Linked DNA regions of Mus musculus: regions 1 and 2 are each linked to region 3. Evidence: chromatin contacts called from public Hi-C and HiChIP or PLAC-seq data. All regions are on one chromosome and are shown on one strand. The core of a region is the stretch at or near the end of the contact, and the rest is flanking DNA. Distances in the headings are between cores, read along the strand shown.

The links. Hi-C and Micro-C count contacts between places; a contact is called where the count stands out from the background. HiChIP or PLAC-seq counts read pairs in DNA pulled down with a chosen protein or histone mark.
Region 1: a contact with region 3 is called in a Hi-C map of the HPC-7 cell line, with 1.8 times the contacts expected there. The contact joins the enhancer-like site here to the promoter of Ak1 in region 3. A contact is called at or near these places in 3 of 39 promoter capture datasets (the C10 cell line, embryonic stem cells and stem cell-derived epiblast-like cells), 2 of 484 Hi-C or Micro-C datasets (the HPC-7 cell line and liver), 4 of 115 datasets of contacts at active chromatin or transcription factors (embryonic stem cells, pancreatic cancer cells and stem cell-derived neural progenitor cells) and 3 of 9 other capture datasets (adipose tissue, liver and pancreatic islet).
Region 2: an RNA polymerase II HiChIP or PLAC-seq map of stem cell-derived neural progenitor cells shows a contact between it and region 3, with 7 read pairs. The contact joins the promoter of Niban2 here to the promoter of Ak1 in region 3. A contact is called at or near these places in 9 of 39 promoter capture datasets (the 3T3-L1 cell line, 3T3-L1-derived adipocytes, the C10 cell line and 6 more), 3 of 484 Hi-C or Micro-C datasets (cerebellum, double positive thymocytes and regulatory T cells), 12 of 115 datasets of contacts at active chromatin or transcription factors (T-cell acute lymphoblastic leukemia, acute myeloid leukemia, embryonic stem cells and 6 more) and 2 of 9 other capture datasets (adipose tissue and liver).

The regions. Positions count from the first base shown.
Region 1 is chr2:32,494,885-32,499,509 of GRCm38.p6, forward strand. No RefSeq gene overlaps it. Among named protein-coding and RNA genes, the nearest start is that of Fam102a, 38 kb to the right of the region's middle. Within about 2 kb of position 1,572, at least 105 of the 459 cell types and tissues checked have an H3K27ac peak or open chromatin away from gene starts, as enhancers often do. A contact at or near this core is called in the HPC-7 cell line and adipose tissue, where this site is marked.
Region 2 is chr2:32,873,999-32,878,148 of GRCm38.p6, forward strand. Niban2 (niban apoptosis regulator 2) reads left to right here and starts at 2,136. Exons shown (of 14, transcript NM_146119.2): 1 at 2,136-2,406. The coding sequence starts at 2,352. All of the region lies in intron 2 of Gm13523 (a long non-coding RNA gene), which reads right to left.
Region 3 is chr2:32,623,230-32,627,721 of GRCm38.p6, forward strand. Ak1 (adenylate kinase 1) reads left to right here and starts at 2,208. Exons shown (of 7, transcript NM_001198791.1): 1 at 2,208-2,309.

The DNA.
Region 1 (4,625 bases), core at 322-2,821, 130 kb before region 3:
GACCCTGGGGTGGAGACAGGGCAGAGCCCTTGCTTCTCCATGCATGCAAGCAACCTGGCAGGGACTCAGCCAACCTGTGTCACAAGGTTCTTCTGCGCTAAAAGTTGGGTCACCAGCATGGGGGGACATGCTGGGGATACGAGGGCCTGAGGGAAACTGTGAACATATCAGGATCTCTCTTTTTGGACTGCCGGGGGAGGGGTGGATAGATATTAAACGCTACAGGAGCAGGATGAAGATGGCGGGGCTCCTGCACAGAGACGAGCTATGAGCTCCTCCAATGTGCAAAGGCTCTTGCCACCGTTCTCGCCAGTCCTAATGACCTTTATTCAGAGTCCAGAGCTGTCAATCCATACTTCTCCAGTCACAGAGCTAGGAGCCCGGCTAAACTACCCAGTAAGTCCCACTGCCTCTCCCATGGTGTCTACGTGTTAAATGGCATTTATCAATTTGGGGCAACAGGCCCTCAAAATAAACCCACATCCTGTTTGTAGTGCTGCCTCAGAGATGAATTTGTGATAACGGGACACCGGGGAACTGATCTCTTCTGTGACGCCCCACCCCCTCTTTCCTTCCTCTCTCCTCCTTCCCTGTCACAAAACCCCAGCAAGCTCCAGCCTGCCTACAGCCCCAGCCCCACGATGTCCTGTGACGTCTGTGGGGCTCTGCACCTCCTGCCTCGATGCCTTGGTTTCCTCCGCTGAGCAGCTGGAGAAGAATGAAACGTGCGCGCGCACGTGCGTGCGCATGCTCACCCACTTCATATACCTAAGGCAGACCAGTTGTGAGGTATCCCTGCAGTCGGCAGACTCTCCATGCTCGGCTTTGTGGGTCTCTGTCTCATTAAGGAAGCTGGTGTAGACAGTTCATACCTTATCTATCATGGCGGCTCAAGCTTTAAACCCCAGAACTCAGGAAACAAAGGGAGGTGAACCCCTGTGATTTCCGGGCCAGCCAGGATTACATAGTGAGACCCTGTTTCAAACAACAACAAACTAGCCGTCCACATTATCCCCCAGGATGCTCAGAATACCAAAGGTGGTGGTGGTGGTGGTGGTGGTGGTGGTGGTGGTGGTGGTGGTGGTGGTGGTGGCGACTCTGGGAGGCGGCTCCTGAGGTTGCCACCCTCTGCCCGCCAAGTGGGCACAATGGTCCTGTGGGCGTTACTGAAAAGGTGAGAGGGCGGTGGGCTAGTGTGTCTGCTCTGCCAGGGGCAGTTTGTCCAACAGAACACCTACTATCTATAGGTGTGCAAGGAGAGAAACGGGAATAGTCACATGGCTGGCTTAGGGATGCTTTTCCAGGTGTGTCAGCCATTAGCCAAGGGAGCCTGATTGAGCCTGATTCTAGTATCCCAGATGACCCAAGACTTCCAGCCCCGTGGCTTAGCAAGTCTGTGCAGTGCAACCGAGCTGGGTGGAGCCTGTGGGGACAGGCAGGTCACTTCTGGTCAGGCTCCCTTAGAGCCCGTGCTGGGGGAAGCAAAAGTCATGTCACAATGACAGAGATAGCAAGTAAGAGCCCAAGGTTCCACCGTGTCCCCCAGTGGTTCCCACCCCTTCAGAAGACTCAGAGCAGCCACTGCAGCATGAAACACCCAGGTCAGACCACAGACCACGCTCAAAGCTCTCCCACATCTCCCCCTCCCCCACTCCCAAGAAACAGAAACAACAAATACCTGTAGCTCTAAGCAGCTAAGTTTTCTTTCTCATTTTATGTGTGTGTGCTGGTGTGCATGTGTTAATAGGCACACTGCATGTATGTAGGCACACATATAGCCATGCATGTGGAGGCTTGAGGTTGATCTCCCATGCCATTCACTAAGACAGGGTCACTCCATCAAACCCAGAGCTGGCTCTAGGCTGTCTTCACTAGCCAGCTTGCTTTGGAGAACCCCTGTCTCTGCCTTCCAAGGCTGAAGTCACTGGTGTGCTGCTACGCTCACTCAGCATTTAACGTGGGCTCTGGGGATTTGAACTCTGGTCTTCAGGCTTGCACAGCAAGCGCTTTAAACAATAACCCAGCTCCTCGGCCCCTCAGCGGCTAAGCTTTGAGATGTGTTGTGCAGCAGTAAAATAGAATCAATCTCTCAGGGGGCCAAAGCAGGAGGATAGTTTCAGCCCTGGAGTTCAGGGTCAACTTGGGCTATGTAGCAAGACCTATGTGTGTGTGTGTGTGTGTGTGTGTGTGTGTGTGTGTGTACAGTACAAATCTAAGAGAGAACCGGGTTTGGTGGTGCACACCTTTAGTCTCACTGTTTGGGAAGCAGAGGCAGGTAGATGTAAGACGCAATGTGAGATGCCTTAAGTGTATTTTCATGCACATGTACTATAGAATACCATGTTAAGGTTGAAAAGAATGCGCAGGTTCTGCTGTGCAAAGCTGGCCAAGTTCCCCAGATGTACAGATAAAGGAAAGAAAGTCTTGCTGTATTGGCAGCACACACTTGTCATGTCAGCACTCAGGAGGGGGCAAGGAGGTCAACAGGCACTCAAGGCCAGGCTGGCCACAGGCATAGAGAAAAGCACGTCTCACCAAAACAAAGCAAACCAACCAAAAAAGGCAGCCTGGCATGGTGGCACCTGCTGGGAGGTAGAAACTGGGAGATCTTTGGCTACAGAGAGAGTTTGAGGCCAGCCTGGGCTACATCAGACCCTGTCTGGAAAAGAAATACAAAATAAAGTAAAGTGCAGTAAAGTCACAGACAGGGAGAAAATATTTGAAAAAGATGTGTCAGATGATGTATTGATAAGCAAGTTACATTCCATGTAAATTTAAATTCAATAAGAACTGCCCCCTTCCCAAAAATGGGCAATAGGCTTGGGTTGATGCTTCTAAGATGTTATTGATGTATGCCTGGAAAGAGTACATCTTAAATGATCAGAGAAATGCACATCAAAATCTCTCGTTAGGTGTGTGTGTGTGTGTGTGTGTGTGTGTGTGTGTGTACGTACATGTATGTGCTGTGTGTGTAAGAGAGTATAGACACACTTACTGTGGGTTGGTGTATGCCCACACTCATGTGTCCAACTCCATCACTCTCCACCTTATTCCCTTCAGGCAGGATCTCTCACTGAACCTGGAACCAGGCTGCCGTGTCCAGCAAGCCTCACCCATCGCCTTTCTCCATCTGTCCCCCAACCCCCCACAGCACTGTGCAAGCGTGTGCAGCCGTACCTGGCTTTTTCTGTGGACGCTGGAATCTGAACCCAGCATCCTTTGCATGCACAGCTGTAGTCTCCCCTCTCCTAGCCTGAAACCTGCTTGCTCAGGGGTGGAGCTTCCTGCTCATTCGTTCTGCCACGCCCACTGCTGGAACCTGCGGAGCCACACACGTGCACCTTTCTACTGGACCAGAGATTATTCGGCGGGAATCGGGTCCCCTCCCCCTTCCTTCATAACTAGTGTCGCAACAATAAAATTTGAGCCTTGATCAGAGTAACTGTCTTGGCTACATTCTTTTCTCTCGCCACCTAGCCCCTCTTCTCTTCCAGGTTTCCAAAATGCCTTTCCAGGCTAGAACCCAGGTTGTGGTCTGCTGGCCGGACACAACACACAGCAATCATTCTTATCCACTGAACCATCCAACAGAAATCCTGATGAGGAATAAATACCACACAACCATCTGTAGACTTAGATTCTTCTCAAAACCTATTTCTAATAAGCATTCAACCTCCGCTCTAGTCCACCACCCACCTGAAGTAGTAGAAAATAAAGGTTATCAGGACATGGGGGGTGTGGACCTGTTTAGAAATAGTTCTTTGAGGGAGAGTCTAATCTTTGTTGTCAGGGAATCGGCAGTTCAGTCCAGTAGCAAACACCAAATAGGAATCAGCAGCTGCCGTCCAGTCCTCTCGGCAGTCACCACACATGAACCAGGAAGGGTAGTTCAATCCGGAAGAAGTTGCAAGGTTTGCCAACCAACCTGAGTCCTCTGCAAAAGCAGCAAGGAGCCACAGGAACCTCCCAAGGAATTCTTTGGCAAGCTTTTCTCTATGGTGTCACCACAAGCGGAGCTCAGCAACTCAACGTAAGGCGAACCAATACATGCACGCACGTCATTAGCGAAGACCAGTGAGGAAGAGCAAAGCAAGCCGATGTCTGTGGACAGTGCTTAAATTCCTTCTGAATATCATGCAGCCTTTCACATGTCTGCTATAGCAAAACATCCTTTCAGCTGTGTCTGCTTCAGCAAAACACTCTTGCATGTGTCTGCTTTAGTAAAACACACCTTCACCTGTGTGCCCCAGCAAAAACATCTTTTGACATAACTGACTTTCCAAAGAAACCAGAAGTTTCCACTTCAACCACCCAATCAATGTGTTAAAAGTGGACAGGTTTACTGGGTGGTGGTGGCCTTTAATTTTAGCACTCAGGAGGCAGAAGCAGACAGATCCCTGAGTTCCAGGCCAGTTTTGTCTATAGAGTGAGTTCCAGGACAGCCACATCTACACAGAGAAGCCCTGTATTGAAAAAACAAAACCAAAAAGTAGACAGACTGACAGCCTCCAAATGAGTGCGGATGTGGAGGAGACAGACCCTCACAGTCAGCAATTCTCATGGCATCTTACCCAAGAACTAAGCGTATGTCCACAGAAAGTCTTGGACAAGAACATTCATAGCTG
Region 2 (4,150 bases), core at 886-3,385, 250 kb after region 3:
ATGAGCTTATTAGCATCACTTGCTTCAGGCAGCCCAGAGAAGTGACATTCAGGGTCAACTGTGATGGCCCTGGGTCCCTACTGTGAGACTTGGACAAAAGTCGCTTTCCTTCTCTGGCCCACCTCTGCACAAGGAAACTGAAAATCTCTGCCAGCCTGCCTCCAATTCCTCCTGGTGACTCTGAACACATCCTGTTTTTCTCAGGCTTGCCCTTTGCCTGTGTGGGCCCCGCTCCCTGAGTGGCCTTTCCTTGCTACATGCTGTCACAATTCTCGTTTTTCAACTTTCAGCTCTGGTACTGTGCTTAAATCACTGTCCTCATAACACAATGTTCTGTTCCCTCCCTCAGACTTCAGGAGGGCAGGGACCAGAACAACATTTCTGTTTATTGAGAAAGTGACTGTCTATGGTAGGCACTCTCTCTCTTCCTAGCCTCCCCACAAAGTATCATTACTCTGACTTGACAGGTGAGGGGACTGAGCTCAACAAGGAATGCACTTGTCCAGGGTCATAGAGGATAGGTAGCTTGTGTGTGTGCATGTGTATGTGTGTGTGTGCACACAAACCTGTATATGTTTGTGTGCATGTTTTCTAGACAGGGTCTCTCTCTGTAGCCCTGGCTGTCCTAGAACTCCCTCTGTAGATCAGGCTGGCCTCGAACTCAAGAGCTCCACCTACCTCTGCCTCCTGAGTGCTGGGTTAAAGACGAGAGCACCACTAGTTGTCCAGTTTAGCCATTGAACTTTTGAAAGAGGGTCTTCCTATGTGTCTTAGACTGGCCTCAAACTTGCTTTGCAGCTTGTTTAGGCTGACCTCAACATCTTATCATTTATTTGTTTATATGTACATGTGTTTTCCTGCATGAATTTATTCACCCCAGGTGAGTATAGTAGCTTGTAGAGGCAGAAGTAGTAGTCAGATACCCGGGAAATGTAGTTATAGGCATTTGTGAACTGCCTGATGTGGGTGCCAGGAAAGGACCGGAGTGCTCTTGCAAGAGTAGTAAGAGCTCTTACCGCTAAGCTAAGCCGTCTCGCCAGCCCCACAGCCTCAGATCTGTCCTCCCTACTGCATGCACCCCTACACTTAAGCACAGCATCTTGCAGGAGGCTTAGCAAATGAGTGTTCACCACAGTGGCTGACTGCTGATGGAAAGCATGACAGAGAGTCTGCATCACCTGGTGTGGTGGTGACAGGCCTACAAGACAGGTGCCTAGTTATAGGTAACTGTTACAATCCTGCTGCCAGGTGTCAGGGTTACAGGGAGAGCAGCTAATAACTGGTGGAGCGCATTATAGTGGTGAGCCAAGAGGTGTGAGGGAGCAGCAACACAGCCAGCCCTGGTCACACAGGCAGTGCAGACCAAGTCATCAAATTAGTCTCCTCTACCGGCTTGGGAGGTCCAGAAACCGAAACACCTTCTGTTAGTTACCTACCCATGCCCAGCCCTACTGTACAAGTACCCAGAGTCCGAGGTCCCGGCTTTTCATTTCAGACAGTCTAACAAAGTGCAAAAATAGCCTTCCTGCTTTGCTCTGTTCAGCAAGCCTCCTTCGAATGAAACGCCCACGAGCCGGGCCTGAGGAATGACCTCTTGATGATATCTTTGAGCTCTAACCATGTCCCCCCGCACCCCCCGCCCCATCTCTTCCCCTCCCTTGTCCCTCAGTCTTCCACCCCATACTTGTCCATTTTCCCTCCCCGTCTACCCCTATCTATTGTGCAAGACGGGTTGGCACACCTTCTAGGACAGGTCCGATCAAGGCTAGGGGACTTCCCCAGTGCAAGCAGCTGTGGGCGAGACTGGGGGAAGGGGGCAGGAGGAATGCTGAATTCCCACACGTCCGTCCCGGCGTCCCCTTGTAGTCCCTACATTGTCCTCGGCTTGAGGAGGGGAGAGGAGACGCTTAGGCTACAGCCCCAAGGGCTCTCCGTTTTCTGCGATACCCCCATCAGCCTTTTCTTCGCTGCTATCTGAATTTGAAGCACACCAAGCAGGTCCGTCCCGGGTCTCCTTTCTGGGGATCTTCTCTTTGTCTAAGTCTCCTCGCTGTCTGGAGGTCCCCTCCCGCCTTGGACTGGAGAGGAGGGCGTGGCTCCGACAGGGGCGTGGCCTGGCCTGGCCTGGCGGGGCGGGGCGGGGCGGGCGCCGGGGCTTGGGCGCGGGCTAGAGAGGCAGCAGCGGCCGGAGGGAGGGACGCGGTGGGGATCTCGGTGGGAGCGCAGAGAGAGCAGCCGAGGCGGCAGCGGGGCTGCGGGGCGACGGCGGCAGCGGGGCCTGCGGACTCCATGGCGCCAGCGGCGTCAGTCTGAGTAGCGGCGGGCGGATCCGGCCGCGTCTTCTCCTCGCCATGGGAGACGTACTGTCCACACACCTGGATGACGCACGGCGCCAGCACATCGCAGGTGAGCACCGCTCAGCGCCCGGCCGGCCTGGGGCTCCCCGGGCACCCCGGGCCACGCCTCCGATCTCATGGGGAGCGGTACTCGAGAGTCAAGGCCCAGGTCGGGACGAGAGCCGGCCAGACCCTTACTCTTCCTCCGAACTTGTTCTCTCTCGGTCTGGACGGCCCTTCCAGGCCCTTCTGTATGCTCCTTTCACCCTTTGAGGAGCCTGGGATCCCATTTCTCTACTGGATCCCACTGCTCCCCTTGGAGCCCAGCCTGGCCAGAACCATGCACTTACAGGCGTGGCGGAGGGGTCGCGCCCCCCATCTTTCCCAACAACGTTCCAAGCCTAACCTCTACTCTGGACTCTGCCCCACAGAGTCAGACCTTCCAGACTCCCCCCTCAGCTGCCTTGTTCCTCCTCGCCCTGGCCTCAGTCCGGGTACACGTGGCTGAAGCTTACAGGGGGATGGGCCCTTAGAGAGCCGGGGACCGAATGTGGAGAGTGGGGCTAAGGAGAGATGGGGTGCCCTTGAAGGGGCGGGTCCCTGTCTTTGGGCTTTACCTCAGCAGAGTGCTGGCACTACAGCCTAGGGGGTCTGTTTATGGCCAGAGCTGGTTCTCTCAGAGCCAGAGTTCAGTCTCTCAGTACCTCTCAGTACCTTCCTTCTGCCAGCCTTGCTCTCAGCCTGTCACTGCGCGGTGGACACTTCTCTAGAGGGAGTTGCTCCCAAGTCTGTGGAGTGCAGGATCCTGGGCTCATTGTAGGGAGTGGGAGATGGGGTGAGAATCTCAGGCTATCCCAAAACAAAGCTTGGCTGACCACAGGCAAGTCAGGCCTGGCGGTCCTGAATGTAATTTCAGCTTCTCTCCCAAGTGTGTGATCCTGAGCCAGTCTCTTTTGTTTTGGTTTTCCCAGCCAGGGTCTCACCATGTAGTTGTGGCTGTAGACCTGGCTGGCTTCGAATTCGTAGAGAGCCACTTGCCTCTGCCTTCCAAGTGCTGGGATTAAAGGCCTGGGGCACCACTGCCCTGCTTGAGCCAGTCACAATGTCCAAGAGCTTCGGTGTTGCCTTCCTAAGGGGCGGGTGTTGACTTCTTGGGATGGCTGCTGAGAGCTTAGTGAGCTTTGCTTAGTACAGGAGGCCCTGAGACCTGGCGTGCCAACCAGCTGGGTTTATCAGAGCACAGGAAGAGGAGACAGTTCCTTTGGTTTCATTTGTCTCCCTGTTCATTGAGTGTGGTGTCCCTACATTATCTTGATGTCCTGTTGGGTGCTTGGCTATATTTCCCCTTGATAGCAGGGACCCTAGAATAAGGCAGGTGTCCCCACTTCCAGGGCTTCACTGTGGCCGGGCACAAAGAAGGTGCCAAAGAAGGACTATCCAGTCACTTGGCCAGGCCTGGAGTTGGGGACAGGATGGGTGATATAGACCATTTCTCACCTCTGAACAGCTAGGGGTTAAGTCCTGGAAGGCCTCCTTGTAGGACAAGGCCTGGGCTCAGGAAGGGCAGGGCGGAGTCTTCCTGTCCCTTCCCTGTTGGTGGCAACCTCCTGGGGTTCTGTAACAGTCTCTCCATTCAGAGCCTCCTCTCAGGCTCTCAGCAAGCATGGGTGGGGTGTGCCCTACTTCAGTGGTTTTTTTTTTTTTTTTTTCTTTTCCCCACACCCAGATCTCCCACCTTCCCAAGTCTTAGGCTGAGAACCCACCCCTGACCTCCTGGCCAACTCCCTGAGTGGAGCCGAAGCCAGGGGACCGAA
Region 3 (4,492 bases), core at 958-3,457:
AAAACTGGGCATGGTGGAGTGTGCCTGTAATCCCAGCAACCCAGCAGGCAGAAGGATCCAAAGAGATGTGTGAGATTAGGTCTCAAAGGGAAAAGGGGAGAGGAAGAGGAAGGAGAGGGGACAGGAAGGGGGAACACGTCTGGTCTGCCCAGCTCCACGGGGGACACGGCAGGAGAGGCACCCTGAGCCAAGGCACGTCCATGTTAGGGTGCCTCTTCTTTATCTTTTAATTTTTTTTAGATTTTTGTGTATATGAGTGTTTTGCTGGCATGGATACCTGTGTGCCATGTGTGTGCCTGGTGCTGTCGGAAATCAGCTCCCCTGGAAATGGAGTTAACAGTTGTGAGCTACCATGTGGGTGCTGAGAATCGAATTAGAGTCCTCTTTAAGATCAAGTCAGCTTTTTCAGATAGAGCGTCTCTGTGTAGCCCTGGCTGTCCTGAAACCCTCTATATACACCAGGCTGGTCTGAAATTGATACCCCTAGGATGACCTTGAATTTCTTTTTTTTTCTTTTTTTTTTAAAGATTTCTATATTATATGTAAGTACACTGTAGCTGTCTTTAGACTACCCAAAAGAGGGCATCAGATCTCATTACAGATGGTTGTGAGCCACCATGTGGTTGCTGGGATTTGAACCTGGGACCTTCAGAAGAGCAGTCAGTGCTCTTAACCACTGAGCCATCTCTCCAGCCCCAGCTCACTCTTCCTTTGACCTCATCCTTCCCTCTTGGCTTTGTTACTGTTTCTTCTCCTTGAGCTGAGGGCTTGCCTCAGTTCTAATTCTCCAGCCTTTTTCTTTTTCCAACCGCTGAGCCATCTCTCCAACCCCAGACCTGGAATTTCTGATCCCCTTCTGTATCCCTCTAGTACCAGGATCATAGGTTCAAGCTGCCTTATCCAGTACACATGGCGTGAGCCCAGGGCTTCCTACACTGGGCACTACTCTCACCAAGTTCCATCACCTCTATCCAGCCTGCATTCAGAATCATTTTTATTCAGGTGAGATTGGACCTGGGCAGGTGTGCATCATGTCTCTCACAGGTGCCTGCTACCCCAGCAAGTGAGGTTTCCCTTCTCACCCAGAGCTGCTCTGAGTGAGTAGCAGCTCCCATGCACCCTTCTGTGCTATGGCCCCAGTCAGTCCCCGCCACTGGGCTTAAGAACCTTCCTGTGTAAATCCTGTTCCTGAATGGGTTTCTGATGTAGGAGCTGATAAAATCAATCTGCTTTCCCCGAAAGTTGTGCAATGCACACACCAGCCTAAGTATTGGGAGTAGCCTTTCAGGCCAGCACAGGACAGATGGCCCAGTCCATCTGCCCCCACAGTGGCAGGACCTTGGTATGCAGGCTGCTACTGGTGTTCAGGCACCACCCAAACTGGTTGTCTGTGGCTCCCAAGCATTTACAAAAGTTTCCAGTTTCACCCTATTTTGCTGTTCGGAGCCATGCTTTGGAGGCCTTATGTGAGCCGATCCCTCTGTCCTGCTATGCTTTGAGCACCAGCACCCTGTACCACTTCTCCTGTAGAGAGCTCCCTAATTAGGCACATGGCTTTCCACACGGGGAGTCTCAGGTGGCCTCTGGGTCCTGCTCTGTGCTTAGGGGTTCCCTGGGCACAGCTGGAGTCTGCTGTTGGCATCATCGTGCTCCACCGGGTACTCAGAAATGAGAGTCCTCATTCTTAGCAAACCCCAATCTGGATACACAAAGCTTTCTGAGTGTTCTTTCTCCATGTTCAACCATGGAGAGTTCAAGGCTGGCTTATCATCTACCTAGCCACCAGATAGTCAGGATCCAGGAGGAGCTCAAAGAGTCATTTCCAATAGGGGAGATGTCTCAGGGTAGGGGGTCTCAGAGCCTGAGGATGGTGACCCTGGAACAACAAAGTTTACACCCTGGTCCCCCTCCCTCCTTACTTCCCTGGTCTGGTCTCCTTGATTAAACGCTGAGATTAAACACACCAACTTGTCTGAGCATCAGCTGACCCAGCTAAAGAACCCTTGTCTGTGGAGAGTCGTGCGGGCATAGAGTGGTGGCAGACACACTGTGTGCAGGTTTAGTCCCAGGGAGTGCCTGGTGGGGACGCTCACTCCTAAGCTTTCCATGAGAGTTCCTGCTTTCTTCTCTCTCCTCCTCCTTCCCCCGGCTCCCTCCCTCCTCCCTTCTCTCTGCCATCTCGCCAGAGTGCTGGCTCCCAGCATGCCATGCGTGCGCGCTGACAGCCTTATAAATAGTCGCCTTTGCAGGCGGCTGAGAGGACAGGCAGGGCACTCACTGGCCCCAGCGCCCACCACACCCTCCCCCAGGTCAGTGTGTGTCTGCTCCATTGTCTGCCCGCGTGGAAGCCTCTAAGAGGTGTGGGGAGACATCACCTGTGGGAAGGTGGGGTTGCTGGTATCAGGCTACCCTTGGGTTCTGTGTGTCTTGAATGTTTGTATCCATGGTTATGAGCTGTGTGTGTTTGCATGTGTATCCTATCAGCTATCAGCTCTGGGTGCATGTACCCTGTGGCAATGTGTGTGCATGTGTGCTCAAGTGTGTGTGTGTGTGTGTGTGTCCTGGTACTCTCAGCTTCCCAGACCCTCTTTGTCCCAGCTGGTATTCCTGGGGCTTCAGTTCCACCCATGCCCTTGGCAATTCTGTGCTGAGGCCCTAAGGGACAAGGGAAGGACAGAGGCCTATCTCCTTGTCCCAGAGGACCTGGATAGGGTCAGCCTGTGTGTTCACAAGAATTGTAATGCCACCAAGTGTTGTGAGGATCTGGGGCTCCTGGATGTTGGAGCTCTGCCAGCACCTCCTGCCCAATCAGGGGCTCCGCAGGAACCCTCCTGCCTGACTCACAGGTCCACTCAGCTTACCCAGGATGCTTCAGCATCAGCAAGGCTGGCCAGAGAGGGGACATCAGCTGCCCAAGGTCACACAGCTGAGTGATAGGGTTTGACTTGAACCCTGTCTGATAGCTAGCCTCTATGAGGGCTTTTGCTGAGCAAGCACCTGGGACAAACAGGCATAGAGATTGGGGAAGTGTGTCCCCTGGGGCCTCTGCTCCTTGAGCCACCTAGAAGACAGTCATATTAGGAGCACTGGGGCCCTGACCCAGGGAACCTTATAAGGCCTGGCTGCGTAGTCCTGTAACCTTACTCTTGTCTGGGACCCCTGGCTTTCCGGAGGCCTCCTCACGACCCAAGTTATTTTAGACCAAAGAAGCAGGTGTCTGTGGGACAGAGGGACTCAGGTTACCAGGAGGGGTGGGGCATGTAGAGGGGAGTGATCTCCTAGGACATGCTGGTGGCTGTCCAGGCCCTGGGACACTCCTCCCCCCCTGGGCAGCTGCCGAAGGACTTGGCAGCCCCATGCCTCCTCCTGCACACTCTGTAGGCTTAGAGGCTGCAGCTCAGGCCATGGGTCTCAAGGTTCTTGTGTGTTTGGGGGTGCCAGGCTTGAGCTTGACCCCAGCCAGAGTCTGGAGCTAGTCTGTGTCCCTCCCCCAAGCCCAATTCCCTCCCCAGATGGCAGGCAGGGTGGAATGAGAGTCCCAGGCCAGTGCTATCCTCTGCCAGGCCCAATCAGGGACAGGAACAAGATCCATGGTGCTAATGAGTGTCCTGACACCTTAAGCTGGGTACCTTGCAACTTGAAGTTCAGAGACAGCACCTGTCAATGTGGGACCCTAGGGTGCAATCTAGGAAGGCATCCTGAAAGAGGTGACATTTGAGCTGGGGCCTCCAGTAGCATTTGGAGGAAGACATCCCCCCAAGCATTTGGTGTGTGACGCTGCAAAGGCCTGGCAGGAGGGAGGCATTAAAGTGGATGAGAAAGGAGGGGACAGATTGTCCAGACCTGGCCAGGTAGGTTGAGGGGTTCAGTTTTGGTTTAGGGAGCCAAGAGGACCACACATAGAAGCCTATGAGCAGGAGGGTCACACGATTGTTGCTTGCCAGGGGAAATACTATTGCCCTGTCTGCCCGTGCATGTGTTTGTGTGTGTGTGTGTGTGTGTGTGTGTGTGTGTGTGTGTGTGTGTGTGTGATTTAGAGGCTCTGTGGAGGTGGGCTAAGGTCTCGGTTGGAGAGAAGACGGTTGGGATACAAGTGTGATGGGCAGAGGTGAGGTGGGTTGTGGGAGCATGCATGATATAGGACTGACCGCACAGTGGGGGTGGGGAGGTCCCTTGGGCCTGAACCCAGGGTGAGAGGACCGAAGCGTGCACCTGAGACACAGACCAGAACGGCATGGGTGGTCTTGGGATGGCGGGACAGGTAGGGGGTGAGGACATAGTTTTGAAGAGGCTGGAGGGTGGGTGGCTATGAAGAAAGAATGGGCAAGCTGGGGGCGGTGAGTGAAGTAAATTCCCCCCGGGGGGGGGGGGTGAGTGGTAGAGCCACGTGTGAGGTGGACTTGGGCCTGCTTCAGGCAGGAGTCAGGAACCAGCTTACATTCAGAATTGGAAAGGGGCTACAGGGCTAGAGAGGCAGCTGCGAGCACTGCTG